2 separate regions of the Rattus norvegicus genome follow, and region 2 is linked to region 1. The links are chromatin contacts, called in public Hi-C maps. All regions are on one chromosome and are shown on one strand. The core of a region is the stretch at or near the end of the contact, and the rest is flanking DNA. Distances in the headings are between cores, read along the strand shown.

The links. A called contact is a pair of places that touch in the nucleus more often than the background predicts.
Region 2: a contact with region 1 is called in a Hi-C map of Schwann cells, with 1.7 times the contacts expected there. The contact joins two enhancer-like sites. A contact is called at or near these places in 2 of 12 Hi-C or Micro-C datasets (Schwann cells and mammary epithelial cells).

Annotation. Positions count from the first base shown.
Region 1 is chr4:178,725,521-178,728,664 of GRCr8, reverse strand. The region is part of intron 3 of Sox5 (SRY-box transcription factor 5); the gene reads left to right. Among named protein-coding and RNA genes, the nearest start is that of Sox5, 160 kb to the left of the region's middle. Within about 2 kb of position 1,469, at least 1 of the 93 cell types and tissues checked has an H3K27ac peak or open chromatin away from gene starts, as enhancers often do. A contact at or near this core is called in Schwann cells, where this site is marked.
Region 2 is chr4:178,846,989-178,850,132 of GRCr8, reverse strand. The region is part of intron 1 of Sox5 (SRY-box transcription factor 5); the gene reads left to right. Among named protein-coding and RNA genes, the nearest start is that of Sox5, 42 kb to the left of the region's middle. Within about 2 kb of position 1,537, at least 11 of the 93 cell types and tissues checked have an H3K27ac peak or open chromatin away from gene starts, as enhancers often do. A contact at or near this core is called in Schwann cells, where this site is marked.

The DNA of each region.
Region 1 (3,144 bases), core at 220-2,719:
TAGTCTTCAGAGATTAAAATCTCATTTGATTCTCAAATATGTTACACTTTAATTCTGCAGTCCTTATGTTATCTTTAAATGATTCCATTGTATGGAGAAAATACTAAAACAGAAAATGAAAGCTCGGACAATTTTTCTCTGACCAGACCAGTTGTTTGGTGGGTGAAATCGAGATGAAACTCCTTCAGAAGAAACGTTGGGGTTTTATAGAGTGGCTGCTGTGTGTGCACAGTCCCCGCCTCTCTTCTAGTTTCCCACCATGTTGTATGTCCTTTCTGGTCTTCCCTCTTACCAACCCTGTCTTCCTCCTGCTGTCTACTCCCCACTCTCTCAGAAACTTACAAGTGTGGAACTTGGTGCTTCCCTTCCTCACCCGTCTTCTTTTTTCTGACTTCATGACTTATTTGGCTCCAAATGGACAGTGTTCATTAGTCGTGCACTTCATGCGAGGGCTTGTATGTGAGAGCCATGCTCTCCCACTGTCAGTTAAAATGCTGTCACTGTAGAAGTGGAAGAACAGGGTAAGTGCCGTGGTGGGTGGGACTGCAATGCCAATGAATGGAAGCTACAAACTGCTGTTGGTGTGTGTCCCCATAGTGCTGGCAACCCTGAGGACCATTGGAAAGACAGTTGTCCAAAGGAAGTAGAGAAGGAAAGCCAGTTGAGTCTCTTTGCCTGTGCTTTCTGAGACATGTCATACAGTAACCTACAAATGATTAGCCCCTCCTTTCAGCTGTACCCATTTCCTTCTCATAGAGGTCAGAGAGCGATGATCCTCATTACAGAAATACATGTGGGAACCACTAGTACAGTGTAATGACAGCTGACGGCAGATATGTGCATGTGTTTATGTGTATATGTATGTCTGTTATGTGTATATGTGTATATGTATGTATTTAAGGGTTTGGTATGTGTTTATGTATGTCTGCATATACCTGTTATTGTATACACATGTATGTGTATACATTTTGTATATGTATATACACCTGTGTGTATGCATAGATGCATTGGTTTATGTGTCTGTATATATGTTTGTTTCTGTATGTATGTATATGTGTGTGTATGTGTGTGTGTGTGCAGATGTATCTGTATGTGTTTCTGTGTGCATGTGTGTGTAAGAAGTGGTTCTCTTTGACAGTTATAAGCTGATTTGTAGTTCTAGCACTGGTTAACATTTTTGAGTGGCATTGTGAGCCTAACCCTATTAAAGGCTTGCATACACTAGCCTTCCCAGCAAACACGAGATAAGAGCAGTCATTATCTACCTTCAGGTGAGTAACTTGAGGTAGCAAGAGGGTAAATTACTTGCCAAAGAGCAATAAACCCATAAGAGATGGAGTCGGGTTTTATGACATTAAATCATTCTTTTTTCCTTTTTATATCTAGTAGCAAGAAGACAAAGAGTTTCTGTACCAGAGGAATGACTTTCTGCAGCTCCCTGTTGGAATGCTGCCCTGACAGAGCTTGCAGTGGTTCTGGTGGCAACTAATAATAAAACTACCACGTGGAAATGTCTGCGGGCTACACAAGACCAGCTAGCTTTTGATAGGGGCGACTGGGGCGACCAGCGACCCCACTGCTCACTTATTACCTTGTTTGTGTGCAGAGAAGATAACTGGGCAGAGTGGGGGATGTCTGAGACCTAGAACTTGGGGACTGGAAGGAGGAGGATCAGAAGTTCAGCTCAGACAATGAAACCAGTCAGGGAGAGAGAGGGAGAGAGAGAGATAGACAGACAGACAGACAGACAGACAGACAGACAGACATGGGGGAGTGGGGTGTCTAGAGCAGTAGTTCTCAACCTTTCTAATGCTGGACCCTTTAACACAGTTCCTCATGTTGAAGTGCCCACCCCAACCATAGAATTATTTTGTTATTGTGATTCTACTACTGTATCCATCATAATATCAATACCTCTTAGGAGCGGAGGTTTGTAGATTTTGTCATGGCCTACAGGTTAAGAGCCACTGGGCTGGAGCAATTGCTCAGTGTTTAGAAGCATTCTTCCCGGGGACCTGGATTTGTTTTCCAGCACCCTTGTCATCAAGTCTTATGAGGGCGTACCCCTTATTGCCTGTAACTCCAGCTTTTGGGGATCTAATGCCCTCTCCTGGCAGGCACACCTGTACCCTTCACAGAGGCTCACACAGACAGACACACGTGCGTTCATAAAAATCAAATCTTACAAGAGATACGACAGCATTCACACAAATGATCCTTGTAAGGAACAAATACGGACCCCAGACATGTGGCAGCTGTGCCGTGTTAATTTTGGCATATTTAATTATGCAATGGAGAAATACTCTTCTAAAAAGGTGATTCCGGGCTGTATATACCCGAAGAGACATGTCCAAATTTCTAGCCAGTGCAAACAGAAAATGTAAGCTTATCGCAAGTAACTCAGGTCATGTCCGTCTCTGGGATTGATTGTATGTTTAAAACTCGCAGAAGGTAGCCTTGTCAAAGCCATTTCTTTCCCTTCTAGAAAGTTTTTAATAACGTTCAGGCGAAAACAGGCACACACTTTGACAATACTAAAACGAAAGCCCTTCCAGGCTTAAGTAACTTGAGCATAATTACATATAAAAAGTGAGGCCGGTGCAGGCTGAGGGCTGCGGAACGTCAGCTTGACTTCTGTGGTTTGTGGAGACGTGCAGAACTTTGTAACATATCCTGGAACTTGACATTGGTAGCGTAGCTGCAGCCATGGGTGGGCTCCGGAATAATTCTGGGCCCTACTGGTCTCAAGTGTACACAGGGCTTTTCTTATTTGTAAGAATCTACTGCTTACCCTGCGTTGTATAACAGCTGCCCCGGAGTATTGTCTGGACAAGAAGATGCTGTCCCCCCCGAAGTGAATTTCTATTGACGTCATTTGCAGATTAACCTGAGTCTTCCCCCCACAGATCCTCATTTCTTGTCTTTACTCGCGTGATTAATCAGCAGCGTGCTGTCCTGGAACTGTACTGACTTACACACTGGCCTTTGCTCTTCAGCTCCCGGGAACTTCCAGAGGGTACTTGTGAGAGCAACAGGGATCAGGCCTAACAGAGTTTATTGAGTTCACTGCCACAATTCCAACGGCGCCACCTGACACTTAAATAATCAGCTGATCATGAAGGTGGCGAAGAAAATGGAACGAAA
Region 2 (3,144 bases), core at 288-2,787, 120 kb before region 1:
TATAACACAAACATTTCTGCTTAGTTCATTGGTTTCCTTTCCTTTTCTTTTTCTTTTTTGTTCCCCTTCGGTTGCACTAGACACAGCCTGCAACCGATTCTGTGTAGAGTTGGAAAGAGTGAGGCTTCCAAACTGGTCGCCATCAGCAAAGCCAAGACTCCTCCGGTCAGGGTCATTTGGATGTGAACAGGGTCGTGATATTCCTCTTCACTGGGCGAGCTAGAGGATGCAATCCCTTTCTCATTCCTCTTACGGGGTTGTTCTCCAGGGGTTTGCTTTAGATGGCTTGCTATCTTGCTTGATTTCACAATGACCTTCGGAAACAAAAGCAATGAAAGCTGGAGTGGTTAATTATTTTTGTCATCATTATTAGATCCTAAATAGATTAAACATGCCACAGACTTTATTTCAAGGCATGTGCCACACTCAGAATCCGTCACTTTGGATCATGGAGCGACTTGCGATGTATTTAGACTCAGCCAGTCGTGTGAAAGGGTAGGGTTCAGCTAACAGGAGTGGGGACCCCCTATAAGAAAGCCAGATAAGGAGATAGGAAGGCCTTCAAGAATAAGTACCCCAAGAGTCTATAATGAAAGACAAATTCTTTTTTTTAATCCCCAGTTTTCTATCGCCGTTTGGTGACATCCTGCAAAGGTCAATGTGACTTAACCATTGACAACAAGAGAGAAGATATTTATGCAGAGGACTCAAACCATTAAACCCAACTGGGCTGTCTCTCCTACCCCAGACTAATTGTTGTGTGTGTATCTCCATGTGACCAGTGGTGTTCATCAGTGGAAATCTGTTTTCATTCAGGACAAACTTGAGAAAGAAGCACGGGGAATAGACAGACATGACCAGCATGTGGCACTGGGGCCATAGGCAGACATGGTCCTATCCTCCTAGAAACACTGTGGAAACAGCACACACCATGAAGGGCTCAGTGCGGATCTCTGAGGCCACTATAGTTACCGACTTTCTGGTTTTGTAGATTAACGAATCAGGAGAAGTTAGTCTCTGCTTACTATTTTTCTTTAAAACTCTCAAGTTCATGGTTTACAGCGACATAGTAAGCAAGAGCAATGGGCCTCTGATTTTCATTAGGCTAAAATGAGATGCCCATCCCGTAACTGAGGCCCTGTGTCTGGTACACAAGGTAGCAGTACATTTACCTGATCCAGAACGCCTTCTGCTTCTCTGCCGAGTTCATCCAGGGATACAACAATAGACACAGAATGACTTCCCCGCTCGCTAGCAACTGTGTGGACAGCAGGGAGAGGGGGCCTCTGTTCATAGGATCGTATGGGCAGTTTTAATGGATGTCTCAGTGGGGCACTTGAGAATAGGTGCTCAGCTCATGACCCTGTCCCTATCCCTGTCCCTAGCTAACCAACTCCTTGTGTAGCCAAGAATGTGACAGATGTGACAACTATATGTCTCAGGAAAAAAAATCTGAAAGACTTCTGACTTTTAAATTCCTCTAAGTCTCCCTAGCCCAGAACACACAATGACGCATGTGTCCGGCTTCTGAATCTTAGGCTTAGAAAAAAAAAATGCTACTCAAATTAAACCAGGGGTTAGGATTTTTGTTTGGTTTGGGTCTGGCTCCTTTGAAAAGGATTTTTAATAAAAGCCTTCTGCAGCCTGTGCTGGAGGAGAGAGTTGCCGCTTTCCCCAGACTTTCACTTCTACCCTCTCCGCCCTGCTCACGGGGATGAGGAGGCATGGAGGTGCTGTCTGCACAGCTCTCAGACACACAAGGAGCTGGGCATCTGTGGAGACTCAGGAGACGATCCCCTTCGTGCTGACTCAGAGGCCCACCGTATGACTCCAGTCTGGCGCTGTCACGCCTGGTTATGGAAAGGCAAGAACAATGCCTCCCTTGAGAAGAGGGGAAAAGTCCAGCGCAGTCACAATTCTGATGTAAAATTTAAATCATCCCTCCACATCCTGTGGACTTACAGCTGTCAAAAAGGCAAGACCAGACTTAAATGGAAAAAAAAAGCGTCTTATTTCCTTTAAAAAAATTATGCTCTTCGTGCCTATAAATATCAAACTTCCAAATCCCAGCTCCTAACACCACATTATTCTAAGTAATTTATAAGTAATTACAACAAAAGACTCTGACATTTTTAACCTGTAGATGGCCGAGGGTTAAACTGCTGTTTCTATGATTAATGGCTGATGTATTACAATACATCAATTGAATAATTCACACCAAATGACCAGATACGAACTGGCATTAATATTTTTTTATTTTTTTCTATAACATCTATGTTTGGCCATTTTATTTTTTTCTGACAACCTAAAGGGACTGTGTCTTCATCTCAGTCATTGGTGCTTTCTTCAAGAGAGTTAAAGGTTCGTAATCCTAGGGTTAGAGGCATTGTTTAGTCAGATGTTAATAGCTCGAAATTGGTGTTGCTGTCTGTGGGAGGGGAATATAATTCTAAGAATTATTAATGACTCAAACGAAGGCAGATTTTGTCGCTCTCAGATAGAATGTGTCCACTGCAATATTCTTTTTTTTCCTTTTTGCTTACAAATGAGTACTAGTTTTGATGATTTTTTTTAATAATTTAGAATTCTGTTGAAACATTTACCGGCCCTCTCTAGATGGAAATGGCTTTGTATTTGTCATGCAGACTTCTCTCCAAACTCATCTCCCTTCCTTGCTATGACAACAGAATGGATTCCTAGATATTTTTTTCTCCATCTTAGAGAAGGAGAGCTCACGTCTAGTACAGATTGGCCACATTTAATAATCTCTCTACTTTCAGAGTTTCTGTTTTAGGCACTTAACGTGATTTAATTTGAAACAAATATAATAAAACCTAAAGACATTCAAACTGGCAGATCCATTCAGCTGAGTAAATTAGCTTTATAGACCAGGTGTAATATTGCTTGCAATAAAGAAATCATGTTTCTAGGGGTCAAGATTTCAAGTAGCCCAGGTTGGCCTTGAACTCACTATATTGATGAGGCTGGCCTGGAAGTCCCACTCTCTGTGCCTGACGATGCTTGGATTATAGGCTTGAACCACCAGCCAGGGCAGCATTTCCTTACTCAGAGGGACTGTTGGAGTGTTCACCTGGTACAGATGCTCTAATTCGTGATTAAAATGCTTGTGATTTGTGTTATTAA